Regions from separate parts of the Sus scrofa genome. Here region 1 is linked to region 2. Evidence: chromatin contacts called from public Hi-C data. All regions are on one chromosome and are shown on one strand. The core of a region is the stretch at or near the end of the contact, and the rest is flanking DNA. Distances in the headings are between cores, read along the strand shown.

Region 1 (6,924 bases), core at 945-3,444, 130 kb after region 2:
AAACGTTGTAAGTTCAACTGTAATATTAATAATGCACCTAAGCCTTTGAAGGTATAAAGTGGTCAAAACAGGAGTTCCCACTCTGGTGCCTCGAGTTAAAGATCCAGTATTGCTGCAGCTATGGTGTAGGTCACAGCTGTGGCTCGGATTAAATTCCTGGCCCAGGAACTTCCATATGCCATGGGTCTTGCAAAAAAAATAAAATAAACTAATAATAACAATAATAATTAAATAGTCAAAATAATAATGGAAACACTCGCCTTGGACAAAAATGAAGATATGAGATCAGTCTGTCATAAAGTGCAGTCTCCTTAGCCCAAAAGTATACAGATCACAGGGGAGAGGCTTCTAAAGTACAGATTTTTGTTCCCACTCAGCTTACAGAATCAAACACTCTCAGGGTAGAGGCTGAGAATCAACATTTTAAACAAGTTCCTAGTGCTTTTTAATGCCCAGTAAAAGCACCATTTTGTTAAGCCAGGAATGAATCTGGATATTAGAAAAGTTAAACCTTTCTGTTATTCTTTGGTCCTTTTTCTGGAAAAATACATAAATAATTAATGCAACCCAAACAAAAAACCTTGTGTATCCAGCTTCAAGATTAGGATCCTAAGTAGTCAAGAGAGAGCAAATTTACAAGATTAAAACTTCTTTCCCCCTTCCCTTGCCTACACATCTATAGGCCAGTGCTAATCGTGGGCCTTCCATGTGGTTGGTTATGCTGCCGAGTAATCACGTAAAATACAAGGCACGGTTACTCCATGTGTGGCTTCTTATCAGTTTGGAGCACATACATTTCAATGTGATTCAATGTGAAATCAGCCTCGAGGGTGCTTTTCTGTGGCATCTGTACATATCTAATTTGGAAGGAAACATGTCCCTTTGGGCTAAGAGAAGATACCAATATTTCGATGCCATTTTGCTTTGTTCATGTATGTCTTTCTGCTTTTCCCCTTCGCCACATTAAATTGTTTAAGAAGGTGAACCCATTTCATAAGGAAGAGTTCGCTCACATTTTAACTGAGCAGAAGCCGAGTTCAGCCTTTGCCGAGAGAGCCTTGCCCTACGCGGCCTGGGTCAGGAATGGGAAGGCAGAAAGCCAGTGCTGGGCTTTAAGACGGACAGGGAGAGAGGGCTGAAGAAAAAGAAAGAGAAGTCAAAACCTTCCAGGCTTATCCGCTCCATCTACTTCCTGCCTATAACACACATGGGGGGTTAATTCCTGGGAGGCAGGAAAAGACTCACCGTGCATTAAAATTAAACCGTGTGGAGAACAAGTAAAATTCCAAACAAATCCCAAAGCAATGTGCGTGGAAAGAGCAGAGGCCCCTGAAAAATGCTGCACTCAGATGTCTAAGCCTCACAGAGGCCTGGACTGGCAGAACCTTGGAGCTCAAGAGATCCAGAGAGAGGGCCCGCCTAGGACAGAGGATGAGCATGAACCCCAGAGCGGTGCCCCTCTTCCCCCCTGCCCCCCCCACAGCAAGTCAGTGGCAGAACTGGTCCCCACAGGGCACTGCTGACTTTGAGCCCCCCACCTGCCTCTGCCCATCCAAGTTTTAGATGATTTCCCCACTATGTGGTCCAAACGGAACCCTTTCTGTCCAATGAGTGACCCAAAGAGGGCTGTCTCATCACTGCTCCCCAAGTAAGCCGGTGGCCTAGCCTCATGAGGCAACAACATCATTGCACGCTGTGTCTCCTAAGTCTAAAAACCAGCCAGCCTCTAAGATGACAACACATCCCCGGTCTATTTTTTTCAGCGGCCTTTCAAAGCTCCAGGCCTGGCTTTGGGGCAGGAGGGTCCGTGTGCATATGTGTGTGCATGCGTGAGTCTGAAGGGGTAGAGGCGAGGGGAAAGCCCGCTGTGTGCACGCGTGCCTGGAACAAGCTTTGATCCGCATCGTGCACCGCCCAGTGAAACAGCCTGTAACCAGCAGTGCCTCTGGAGCCTGATCCAGCAGCCATGGGCGCTTTTTTTAGATGACCAAATACCTTTGCCATGAGACCACTGCACTTGCCGGAGGGGGCGGTCCCCTCATCAGTCACCTGCTGTCATTCTTTTCAGGGGGCCCAGGACACTCCAAGGAGCCTTAATCAGGCTCTGATTGGGCCCTTCAGCTTCTTGACAGGGCTTTCCCAGGTGAACGGGAGACAAATGTGGTTTCTCATTTATGTTTCTTATCACGGGTCTATAGGGAGGGAATAACAAGGGCCCAGGAGCCCATTAAAAGCCTGCGCTGAGGGTGGGGAGGGGAAGGGAGGGGAGGTTAGGGGAGAAAAACCTGGGAAAGTGGGGAATAAAAATAATAGCCAGCACTTGATTCAACTATTTTATAACAAGTTAAAATCAGACGTCTTCCAGGTCTAAATGGATCCTGCAGTCCCATAATTAAATGGGGAAAACGAAGCTGTTTCATGCCTTATGCTCCCTTTGATCGTTGTTATTTTTGTGACTAATGTGTAACCGGAGCTTCTCGTTCTGGGGCCGGAGCCTCGGAGCCTCGCAGGGGCAGCTGCCGAGAGAGAGCGCCGGGTGTCCCGTTGTCAGCCTGCGAGGGCTGCCTCAGGGCGGGAGCCTGACCCGGCCCCAGTCAAACCGCAGCAGAAGCAGAGCCCAAGAGAAGCACCTGCCTCTGTCTGCCTTTTCTTCTTGTTTCCCAGGTGCTCCCTCCTCGAGGACTCTCCCGGGAACTGGTGTTTTTTCCCTTGAAGGGAAGGGATGGGGGCATTTAAATGACGTGCAGAAAACGGTCTCTCAAGCCACAAAGAAGGTGACCTCTGAAAGCTCGTGATTGAATTTTCTCTCCCTTTGGTACCTCATCAGTTTCTATTCCTCTCTGCTCTCCTCCGTCCATGTATGCAACACACACACACTCTGAGCATGAGCGTGCATGTACACACAGGTGGAAGCTCTATGGATCTTTCTAGACTAAGGAAGCACCGTCACACTGAAAGGTAAAATCTGTTCATTAACACAACTTCCTCCTCATTTCCTAAGGAATCTGAGCCTGGTGATTCACTAGAGCGCCCTCAGGTGGCACTACATTGTAACACCACTCAAGCCTATGGAAAGGAGGATGATGTGAGAAAAAGAATGCATATATATGTATAACTGGGTCACGCAGCTGTACAATAGAAACTGAAAGGACACTGTAAGTCAACTATAATAGAAAATTTTTTTAAAATAATATGACCTGGTATGATGTTACCATCATAATTCCATTTATCATTTTAAAATGATGTGTGTCACAGAAACAACCAACTTTCCTGGTCGATTCCATTATAATAAACTTTCCTCAGATCTTTCAAAAAAAAAAAAAGAATACCTTTAAGCAGTGTCACCACTTTTCTTTCTTTTTTTTTTTTTTTTTTTTTTTTGGCTTTTGTCTTTTTTAGGGCTGTACCCATGACATAAGGAGGTTCCCAGGCTAGGAGTCCAATTGGAGCTGTAGCCACCGGCCTACGCCACAGCCACAGCAATGCCGGATCCGAGCTGCATCTGTGACCTACACCACAGCTCATGGCAACACCAGATCCTTAATCCACTGAGCGAGGCCAAGGATTGAACCCGCAACCTCATGGTTACTAGTTGGGTTCGTTAACCACTGAGCCACGACGGGAACTCCATTCTTTTTTGGGTGGGCTTATGAAGCTGAGAAATACTTCATGAGATCTTGAGATGGCACAGACCATCCCCCAAATGTGTGTTTAGACAAAGCCTGGTCAACCTCCAGGCTTTGAGGTATGTTCAAGCTCTGGGTTAGAGCCTCGAATGCTCCCTCTCAGCCATGAGCTGAGAACACAGCTCTGAACTGCAGAGACCAAGGTGGGGGTCGGGGGAAGCAGCTGTGCACCTCTCCTCTGCCTCATTAGAGATGCAGCCAGCATCAACTGAGCCCACCTCCCGGCCAAGAGTCTGATGAACCAATTAAAGCCAAAGAGTTCTCATTCACAGTGCTTCTCGAAGGGAGGTTCAGGGAACTCCATCACAGAATCGCCGAAAGCGTTTGTTAGGACTCCAGATTTCCAGGCCCTGCTCTGTACCTGCTGAGTCAGAACCTTTGTACCTGGGACCCAAGGATCTGCATTTTCAATAAGTTTTCAAGTTGATTTTAGGCACAGTAAAGTTTGAGCTACCTCTCTCATTCTTCTCACACCCTCTCGGGTTAGAGATTTACATTTTAACAAAAGCCTTTAATTCCACAAACCAATCGGATGACTTCAGATACAGTGGCAGGGCAGCAAGCAAATACTCTTAGGTGAGTGGACAAGAAAGGTTACCAGGCTTCTCGGTTTTTTTTCCCAGAGAGGCAGCTGCATATGCAGCTATGACAAAGGTCAGTCTTCTCTATTCTACCCCTATGAGTGTACCACAGAGGTAGGGCACATGGAGATGGTGGGGGGTGGCTTCTGGCATAAAGAACTCTAAAAATTTGGGTATCCAGTTGGAGGGGAGAAAGGCCTGCAGAGAGTCACCTCACCTCTAGAGGGCGCCAAGCCAGATGAGAGGAGTGTGAGCTTCGGGTCTCTCCTGACTCATCCATCCCTTTCTAGCTTGGACATCTTGTTCAAGTTGCCCCTCTGTGCCTCAGTTTCTCTGTGGAGGATGGGGGCTAATATTTGTGCCTGCCTAGATATTACGTATGTTAATTATTCATTTCTAAGGGTTCTGAGATTGATGGGAAGAGCCTGTCCTCAGAGATGGGTGTTGGGAATAGTGGATATAAAGTTACACAAAAGTGCTCCACAAGATGGGCCTGCATGAGGGAAAAAGACTACCTGGTGTTATTAAATATATGAAAGTAAATTAGGGCGTTCCCGTCATGGCTCAGTGCTTAACGAGGTTTCGGGTTCGATCCCTGACCTCGCTCAGTGGGTTAAGGATCTGGTGTTGCCGTGAGCTGTGATATAGGTCGAAGCTCGGATCCCGCATTGCTGTGGCTCTGGCGTAGCCAGTGGCTACAGCTCCGATTCGACCCCTAGCCTGGGAACCTCCATAGGCCACAGGAGCGGCCCAAGAAATGGCAAAAAGACCAAAAAAAAAAAAAAAAGAAAAAGAAAAAGAAAAAAGAAAGAAAGTACATTAAATATGTCAAATGAGCTCAGAGCTGCCTTCTTCTCCATCTTCGCCCCCAGTGTCCCTGTCCTGTCTTCTATCACATGAGGCTTCCTTCTGGACATTCTCAGCCTCCTTCCCGCACCACCCCAGGCAAGAGCACTGCATGGCCACTCTCCTTCCTGTCCTTGGCAAGGAGCAGGACGAAGCTGGGGAGGAGGGAAGGACGCTTCCCTTCCAGCAGACGCACGAGAAGCCCCAAGGCAGGCCGCGAAAGGAGCAGAGAGACACCGGCTCCACTCGGGTCAGGCCCCCCGCGCTTACACCCCATCCCGCCACTTACAAATTTTAAGACCCGAGTTAACAGTCTTAAACTCTAAGCCTCAGTTTCTTCATCTGCAAAATGACTCTAAGAAGAATCCCTACCTCACAATCGTTTTAAAGATGCGCAGAGCGAGGCCGTAAAGCGATCACACTGTGTCCGGTGCGCGGAAGTGCCCTACGCGTGGGAACTATTGCGAGTTGATGCGCAGAGGCCCGGCTCCTCAGTCCAGGGCCTGAAGCCCCAGGTGAGGCCTCGCTCTTGTTTTATCCATATTTTACCATTTATTCTACGCTCTTACTCCCACTCGCCTCCTTTCTTCTCCTGCCTGGGATTGCATATATGTCTTTATGTGTACCTTTGAAAAACATGTAGCTTTGATTAATGTGCATGTTAAATTTTAATATCCTTAAATGGTATTGTGCTATAAATCGCTTTCCACCTTTTGCACTCAACACTGAGCTTAGAGCTATCCATGTTACTGTGTGCCAGCGGCTCTCTACTTCACTACAGAACAGGATCACTTGGGGAGCTCTTGAAAAATACCAATATCTAGACCTTAATTCCAGCGATTCTGATTTAATTTGTCTAGGGTGGGGGCCAAGCCTCAGGTCATTCTGAAGTGCAGCCAGGATTGAGAACCACTGCTGTATATAAAGACAGCTCCCTGGACAAGACTTCTCAGGCAGTGAGAGGTACCGAGTCCCTCCTTTTTCTGGCCTAAGCAAGTCCCCGCAGCAAAATCAAGTTATAATGAACCTAAGGGCAGTGGTGGCAAAAGGAAAAAGAAAGAGGGCAACTTGCAGACCTGAGAGTATACCTAAGGAAAGGCCGAAATCAGTCCTACCCTTCCACCCGTTTCGTGAGCACCCCAGAACCACCTGTGGTTTGACTATTTAGTCAGTCAGCATTTTTCGAGCACCTCTGCATGCCAGGAGTTCTGCCGGGTGCAGGGGACACAGTAGGCAACAGGGTAGATGTGGTCTCAGCATTCCATAGCTCTCAAACCTGTTAAATGCAGCTTCCCAGGCCCCCCATTCTCAGAGTTTCCAACTCAGTGGGTACAGGGCTTGGCTCAGGAATCTGCATCTTTAAACAACTGCAATAGTTGACCCCGACACCCTAGGGCCTGGTCATCCTTTGAGGAAAATTCCTTCAACCAATTTATGAGAACCAGGTCATTTTAAGAACATTTTTAACCTATTTCCCGCCCCAGAATTTCTGAGAAAGCAGACCCTCCATTTCCTATATGTCTTCAGCAAGAGTTACAGCCTTGGCTGAGAGATCGGAACTCTCTTCCTCCTGCCAGACACCCCTGCACATAACACCATCACCAATTAAATCATTTGTTGTGCATCTGCCTTAGATAGTTGCTATAGAGACACTGTCACATTGAACCCCTAAGGAAACTCTGTAAGTTGTCTCACTTTTCATGTGAAAAAACTGGGCTCGTGTTGGTTAAGGGTCCTTCCCAAGGTCATGCGCCTCCGGAATCTAACTCCACATTCTTCTGGTTGGAATAACCACCCATTCATGCTGTTGG
Region 2 (6,874 bases), core at 488-2,987:
GGAGATGTGAAGAAGGGCCACCCAAAGTCATAGTGGAAAAAAGTGGCCACATGGTCCCCTAAGAAGTCGGATGTGATGGTGTTACTTTCTCCATGTCTCTGTGGGATGGAAGTAACAAGCTTTCTTTGTTTCCGTTCTTGGCTTTATCATCCTTGTTTGCCTTTGATAGTGTTGCCACCTTCAACATGATTGACCAGGACTGGGGACCAGCCACCGGGAAAGGCCCTTTGCATATTTTGCCTTATCTGATCATCACAACAACGCTGTGAGGTAGGTATTATAACACTGAATTAGCCCTTGACTGGATGTCTGTTTGAATTTTACACCTTTTGTTTTGTTTTGGTCAACTGCTAGTTTTCTGTGCCTAGAATGTGTCTGGCACATAGTAGGTGCTCAGTAAATATTTATGGGTGAATGAATCTATGGCACAAGGAAGAGATCATTGCGTTGGTGGGTCTCCAGCTTGGCTCATCATGAGAACTGCTTCCCGAGCTTTTCAGAAAGCCAATGCTACACCTCTGGAGATTCTCAAGTGAGGCCCAGGAATCTGATTTTTAGTACACTTCCAACAGATGCTGGTGCAGCCAGCTCAGACCCAGGCTGCAGGAAAAAATGTGGCATCCACTGCCACCATGCTATATTGCGTCACTAAAATGTGTGATTTTTAATGCTTCTCAGAGTAAAGAAAACCACCATTTATGTTTCCCAGTTTCATGTGGCTGATCTTCCGTCCTTCTGACAGACTTTCACATTTCCGAATGTTACAAATTGCTTTCTTTTTCTGGGATGTCAGGACATAACATTGGATCTTGGAGGCAACTGGCCCTTCCCAATGGAGCCCCCCAAAGTCATGGCTAATTCTTGTTCTCAATCCAATTATCTTTTCACAAAAGAAAGAAGCCTCTCTTATTTATTCTAGAGGAGAGAAGACTCAGGGGTAATCTAGGTGCCATTAAATATCAGTGACTCTTAAGTAAGGGGAAACAGAATTGTTCTAGTTACCAATAAGGTACATCTAAGATTGGGGTAGTCCTTTTAGGGCCACGCCAGCGGCACATGGAGGTTCCCAGGTTAACTGAACTGGAGCAACAGCGGCCGGCCTACACCAGAGCCACAGCAACTTGAGATCCGAGCAGTGTCTGCAACCTACACCACAGCTCATGGCAACGCCAGATCCTCAACCCATGGATGGAGGCCAGGGATCGAACCCGAGTCCTCACGGATACTAGTTGGGTTCGTTAGCCACTGAGCCATGACGGGAACTCCAGATTGGTGTAGTCTTAAGTCTTGTCAAGCCAAGAGAGTTCCAATTGACATCTCTTATTCTGGTGTCATTATTGATAGTGTCCCTTTTTAGTCTTAAACATGAACTTGGGTTTGGGCCATAAATAAAAGGGTCATTCCATGTAAGACCAGAAAGAAAAAAAGCTAAAGGAGATAAGTTTCTGTTCATTACCAGGAAGGAATTTCCACGAAAAGTGAAAAAATAAAAAATAAAACAAAAAAGCCCAAGATAAGCAATAAGGCTGCCAAGTTAGGGAGTGAGTTTCCTGTGCCTGGAGGTGTTAAAACAGAAGGCACATGGCAATTGGTTGGGGAGGATGGAAAGGAAGTAAGCATCAGAGGATGACCTTGGAAGTCCCTTTTGACTCCACCTCAGGGGACAGCAGAATCTGTGATGCCTGAGCTGTGGCAGGAGCATGCATCACACCCACACCCAGGGGGAGAGAAGCTGGGAACAGCAGGGCCTGTCCTCCTCCTCCTTGGGTGGAAGGCCATCCCTTGGGCAGTAAATACAAGATGTTTCCCAGTACTGAGGAACTGGAGAAGGCTCAAGGTATTTGGGATTTGGCTCTTAACATCACACCCGAGGTCCAGTGGCCTCTGCTGAGCAGATGAGGCAAAGCCTCAGGATGTGAGTGCACTAGATGGCCTTCCTTTCCTGGGAGCCACATCTGCTCCCATCTGTCATGGTGAAAAGTGCATAAAAATTTAGGCCACCACTCTGTCCCCTCCCCTTCCACCCCCAGGTCACTGGGCAAAGGTCCATTTGATCTTTGGTGGAGTCTGACCCCGGCTCACACGGAGTATCTCAGAGCTGTGCCAGGCGTTAGGGAGTTCCCCAGCATTCTTTGGGGGAGTTATCACTCTCAGCCCTGCCCTGCTTTCTAGGCCCTTCCACAGTTAGAAACTAAGGCACTGACCACTGCGAACTTCAAGATCGCACCCTGCGTTGGCTGCAGGGCCAGGGAGCTAAACCCTAGAATTGGGCACTTTTTTTTTTTTTTTTTTTTGGAAGTCACAGTTTATCCTTATATATTAGATTAGGAGAAAAATGAAGAAACCACAGGTAGCAGGAAGAAGCAAGAGTCTTCTAGGGTCTGGCATTTGATGAGACAGCTATCCAGTTACTGTGCATTTCTGATGGGTTTTCCATGGCAGAACATAGGGCAGACTCGTGCATGCCCAAGCAGGTTACTCTTATGTCCCAGCTATGTCGCTGGCAGGGTGTTGCTGCCACAGTACGGACTGTGCCCCAGACATAGGGGGATGCTGGTCTGCTCCCACCGGTCTTTATGCCATTCCTCACCACACGTGCTCTTAGCCAGAGTCCGTTTTCCAAGTTCCTGGTTTGGCAGACAACATTCTGCTCAATACAACTTTTGTCACAGGCTGAGATGAGACAGTTGCTTTCTGCTGAGGAACCTAGTGATGGGCTTTGAAGGGACTAGTAGCCAATTTGCTTGCGACATCAAGACGATGTGCAAGTTTCTTCCATGTTGGAAAGGAGCCGAGTCCAAGAGTTGGGTGGAGACACCATCTCCCCACAGTTGTCTTCACCCCCACATCCGCGCCCAGCAATACTCACTTCCGGGCCCCTGAGATTAGGGCGTGGGGCCTTTGCCTCCCGTGACAAGACTGTGCCCAGCAGGAGGGCTCCCAGGCGGGCCTCCTGGACCCTCCCTCCTTGAGCCCCCTTTTTCGAGCCCTCCTCCTCCCTCAGGCTGGAGTGCTTTTCTTTGTTGCAGAATGGAAGCTTCTGGTGCCCTTGGCTGCACCAAGTTGGAGAAGAATGTGAAACAGATAGGGTCAGAGTGCAGGTTCAGTGTTTGGATAAGAGTGGAAATGATGATTTGGTTGTGTTTGTTAATCACGTGTGCCATCTGGAGATTACTTGGCTGTTGTCACTCCTCAAGGAGTGAGATTTGCACAGCAAAAAGGTGTAATACACCAAAGACTTGGAGGTTTAGTATGGGACCCGTTCTGAGTCATTGAGTCCAACATTCCTCCTAGGGCAGGAAAGGCTTTTACTAGGTCCTTAACAGGGGCAGAATTAAATTATTGTTTTCACTAGAGATGACATTTTGTATTTTTAGTATTTTGTTATTTTCTAGTTGTAAAAGTTTTGCACACTTGTGGGAAATCGGAAAGTACAGTCTGGAGAAAAGAGCAGATTTCAAAGGGGAAGATTGTAAATTGGGCTTTAGACATGTTGAGTGGGATAACAGGAGTACCGTGGGTAGGTGGCACTGATCCTTCAGAGTTGCTGCAGAAACATGAGGCTAGGGGAGAAGAGTCCTGCATCGGGCAGGAAGCAGGAATGAAGAGCTGTTGTGGTCCTTTTTAGCTGGTGAGTCTTTTGATTCGATGCTGAGTGTTTTTAAATTTTCTCCTTGTCTTTGGTGTCTTTTGGGTGTGCTTACGAACTAGCTAATACCCATCAAAAGCCCACAATCAAGGAGGGGGTCTCAAAACAGTGTTCGTGATCATCAGTAGCATTTAGGACACAGAGTACTCGTCTTCCTCAGCTTCCTCCCCAAAAACGTATCCCTAAGACCAGAAAATGACATTTTCCTCCTGCTTGATGTTCCCGGAGAGCTGTCACCTCCATTCGCTCATGGGATGGTCAGCACGGCACTGCTGTGCTGGATGTCACCTTCACATCCCTTTTCCAAACAAGAAAACTAAGGCTCAGAAAAGTGAGGCAGCTCATTCAAGAATCTCTGTCCCTTTGCCCAACTCACAGACTTTGGAAATGCTCTTGGGCACGAATGGAGAAAGAGGGCATCTGGGATCAGGCGGATGGCTGCGGAAAGAAGAGTGTCAGTAGGGCAGTTGGTTTTCTGATACTTGGCTGGCCTTTTGTCCATTTGCACAGACTGTATGATGTTAGAATTTTTCATAAGCAAGAGGAGGCCAGCAACAATCTTTGGGAAGCATAACCTTGCTCCATTAAATCTCTAAAAGGGCAAGAATGTCTTATTTAAGACTTTGGTGCCTCTGAAAAGCAGGCTGAGTAAATACCCACAGCGCTAGTGCTACCACATGACTTTGAGCTCCCTTGGGCCCAGCTCCTTCGGCAAAAAAGTAAAACTGGCCACATCACTTCCTGTCTGAGGTCTTTCCAGAGTGGTGGTTCCCAAAGGGTGGTCCCTGGACCAGTAGTATCGCAGCCTTCTGGAAAAACATTAAAAATGAAAATTCTCAGATTCCTTCTCAAAGCTTCCGAATCAGAGATCTGTGTTCCTCTGATGATTTTTGGTACATGTGACATTTTTCGGAATCATTGCTCCCAGGTATAAAGTGGAAGTTCTCAAATGTTCCATAGAGGGACCTCCAAGCCATGATTTCTGGTTACTTCCTTGTCCCCCCCTCTTCATGCTTGCTGTTATTTTCTAGTCGTACCGAACTGCTTGTAGTTCTAAGTATGTATCATGTCATTTTTGCAACTTTAGCTCCCTTTTTAGAAGGACATCCTCAAAAAAAAAAAAGAGTCTGGCTAATTCTTAGCCATCCTTGAAGACCTAGCCTTGGCATCTTCTTCTCCCAAGACTTTTTTGAGGCCCCCTGAGAGTCTAGAGTAACCTTCCTCTGTACTCTCCTTGGACACCATACAAATCCCTTCGTCTTATCACCTACTGCAGTTCATAAAATGAGCAGTTTTTGTGTCTTCTTAATTCATTTGACTGAAATCCACCTGCGGGCAGGAGCACATCTTTTTCCTATGGAGATATCGTAGGCTCTCTGGCACACAGAAGTGCTCAATGCTGCCCTCTGATTTCTGCTGCTCAGGAAGCTCACGGTAGGCTACCTGATCCCACCCTGAGGGTTTCCAGGCAGGAGGTAAGGTGGCCGACTGTGTGTGTTGCCAGGGAAGTTCTATCTCAAAGCCCAAATCAATCTAATCAGGCCATTTTTGCTGTACATCACACAGCACATGTAGCAGATGGAATGAAATATGCAGCTGCTTCTCTTTGGCCTGCCTTTTGTCCCAGCCCTGTGGTCTCAGCTTCTCACTGGTCATGGGAAATATGGACTCTGAGATCACTGTCCCCACTAGGACTTTAGATAGAAAATCACCACCATCCTAATGAGTAGGGGCTGTATTTATATCTTCTATGATACAGAGGATGATAGTGGGCCTTGGAGAGCTGAGATTTCAACTCAAGATATCTCTATTTTTTTTCAAATACAGGAACTGAGGCTTTAACAGGTAGTCTTATTCATATACATATGCCCTGGTTGTCTTCTAGTACACGGGCGATTTTCTATGATTCCTAGAATACTGGGTGATAACTTTTCAGAACTGACAATAGACATAGATATCTAGACTCATTAAGCTTGGTAAATCCAAATCAGGACACACACTAGAAAGAAATCCACACTTACAGACACCAGGCTGAAGCTGCGGAACACCGCCGGCCAAGACACGACCTTGGAAGAACCAGACTTTCAATGACATTGTTGAGCCATTCAAACTACCAACATGCTAGTCTGCCCTACTTCTGAGCTTCCTGATCTGGAGGGAGAAAAAATAAAGGTTCTTCTTGTTTGAGAACATCTGAATGATTTTCTGTTACTTTATCTCAAAGCATAAAAGAGTCCACCCCGTCGGGCAACTGTGAGGATTGAATAAAATCACACAAGAAGTTGAGCAGAGTACTTAGCACATGGTAAGTGCTCAATTGTTAGCTGCTCTCATGAACATAAACCCCCCTCTCCTTTTAGGAAATGCTCTCTATCTTGGGGTGCAAGTATTAGAAAACCTCACCCACGATGGTTTAAATAATCGTGGGGGTTTATCAGTCCATCTAACTGAAGAGTCACAGGGGGCACGAGGGACTTCTGAAAACAGCTGCCCCAGTGGCTCGGCAAGGACCCCAAAGCTCATGACCGTCATTTCTATCCCCTACCTTCTGCAGTGTCCTCTCCATTCCAACGCTAGTCCCCCTCATGAACCAAAGAGGTCTGGAGACAGCAGCCATCCGGCAGGAAAAGGAACCTCTCTCAGACATTCTCTTAAAAGAGCAATTGAATTTCTCCCCAGAAGCCTCCAGAGACGACCTCCTGAATCACACCCACTTGCACTGGATCCTGTGGCCTGAACCAATGATGCTGGCCAGAGAGACATGGGGTGTGATGGTGGCTTCAGCCAATCAGGGCCCACGCCTGGGCGGTGGAGGCAGGTACAACCAGCTGGGTGTAAGTGAGATAAATACCCACACGAAATATTATTTTCAGTGCTACGAAGAAGAAGGAAAAGTGGATCTTTGATGGCCAAACCCAGCAAGTAACCAGTGCTCTGGGACAGCTACATCCGCCGGTTTCCTCCTGAATCCTTACGTACTTTTCTCTAGTCGCCCTGACTCTTCTGTATTATATTCATTCATTCATCATTCTCTTCCCATTAGGAGTGAGATTCTTGAAGGGAGGGTCCATGTCTTACTCACTTTTTGGTCCTCAGCACCTAACACGGACACTGGCATTTGGTAAATGGGCATCAAATGCATCAAAAAAACCCCACAAATAATTGAATGAGGAATGCTTCCTTCTTGCTCAGTGGAAAAATTTATCCCTGCAGCAGCGGGAGTGG

The links. A called contact is a pair of places that touch in the nucleus more often than the background predicts.
Region 1: a Hi-C map of liver shows a contact between it and region 2, with 5 times the contacts expected there. A contact is called at or near these places in 5 of 47 Hi-C or Micro-C datasets (fetal heart ventricle, liver and retroperitoneal adipose tissue) and 1 of 2 datasets of targeted methods (skeletal muscle).

The regions. Positions count from the first base shown.
Region 1 is chr5:14,468,352-14,475,275 of Sscrofa11.1, forward strand. All of the region lies in intron 2 of LOC102160723 (a long non-coding RNA gene), which reads right to left. Among named protein-coding and RNA genes, the nearest start is that of C5H12orf75, 280 kb to the right of the region's middle.
Region 2 is chr5:14,340,379-14,347,252 of Sscrofa11.1, forward strand. All of the region lies in intron 2 of LOC106507478 (a long non-coding RNA gene), which reads right to left. Among named protein-coding and RNA genes, the nearest start is that of NUAK1, 250 kb to the left of the region's middle.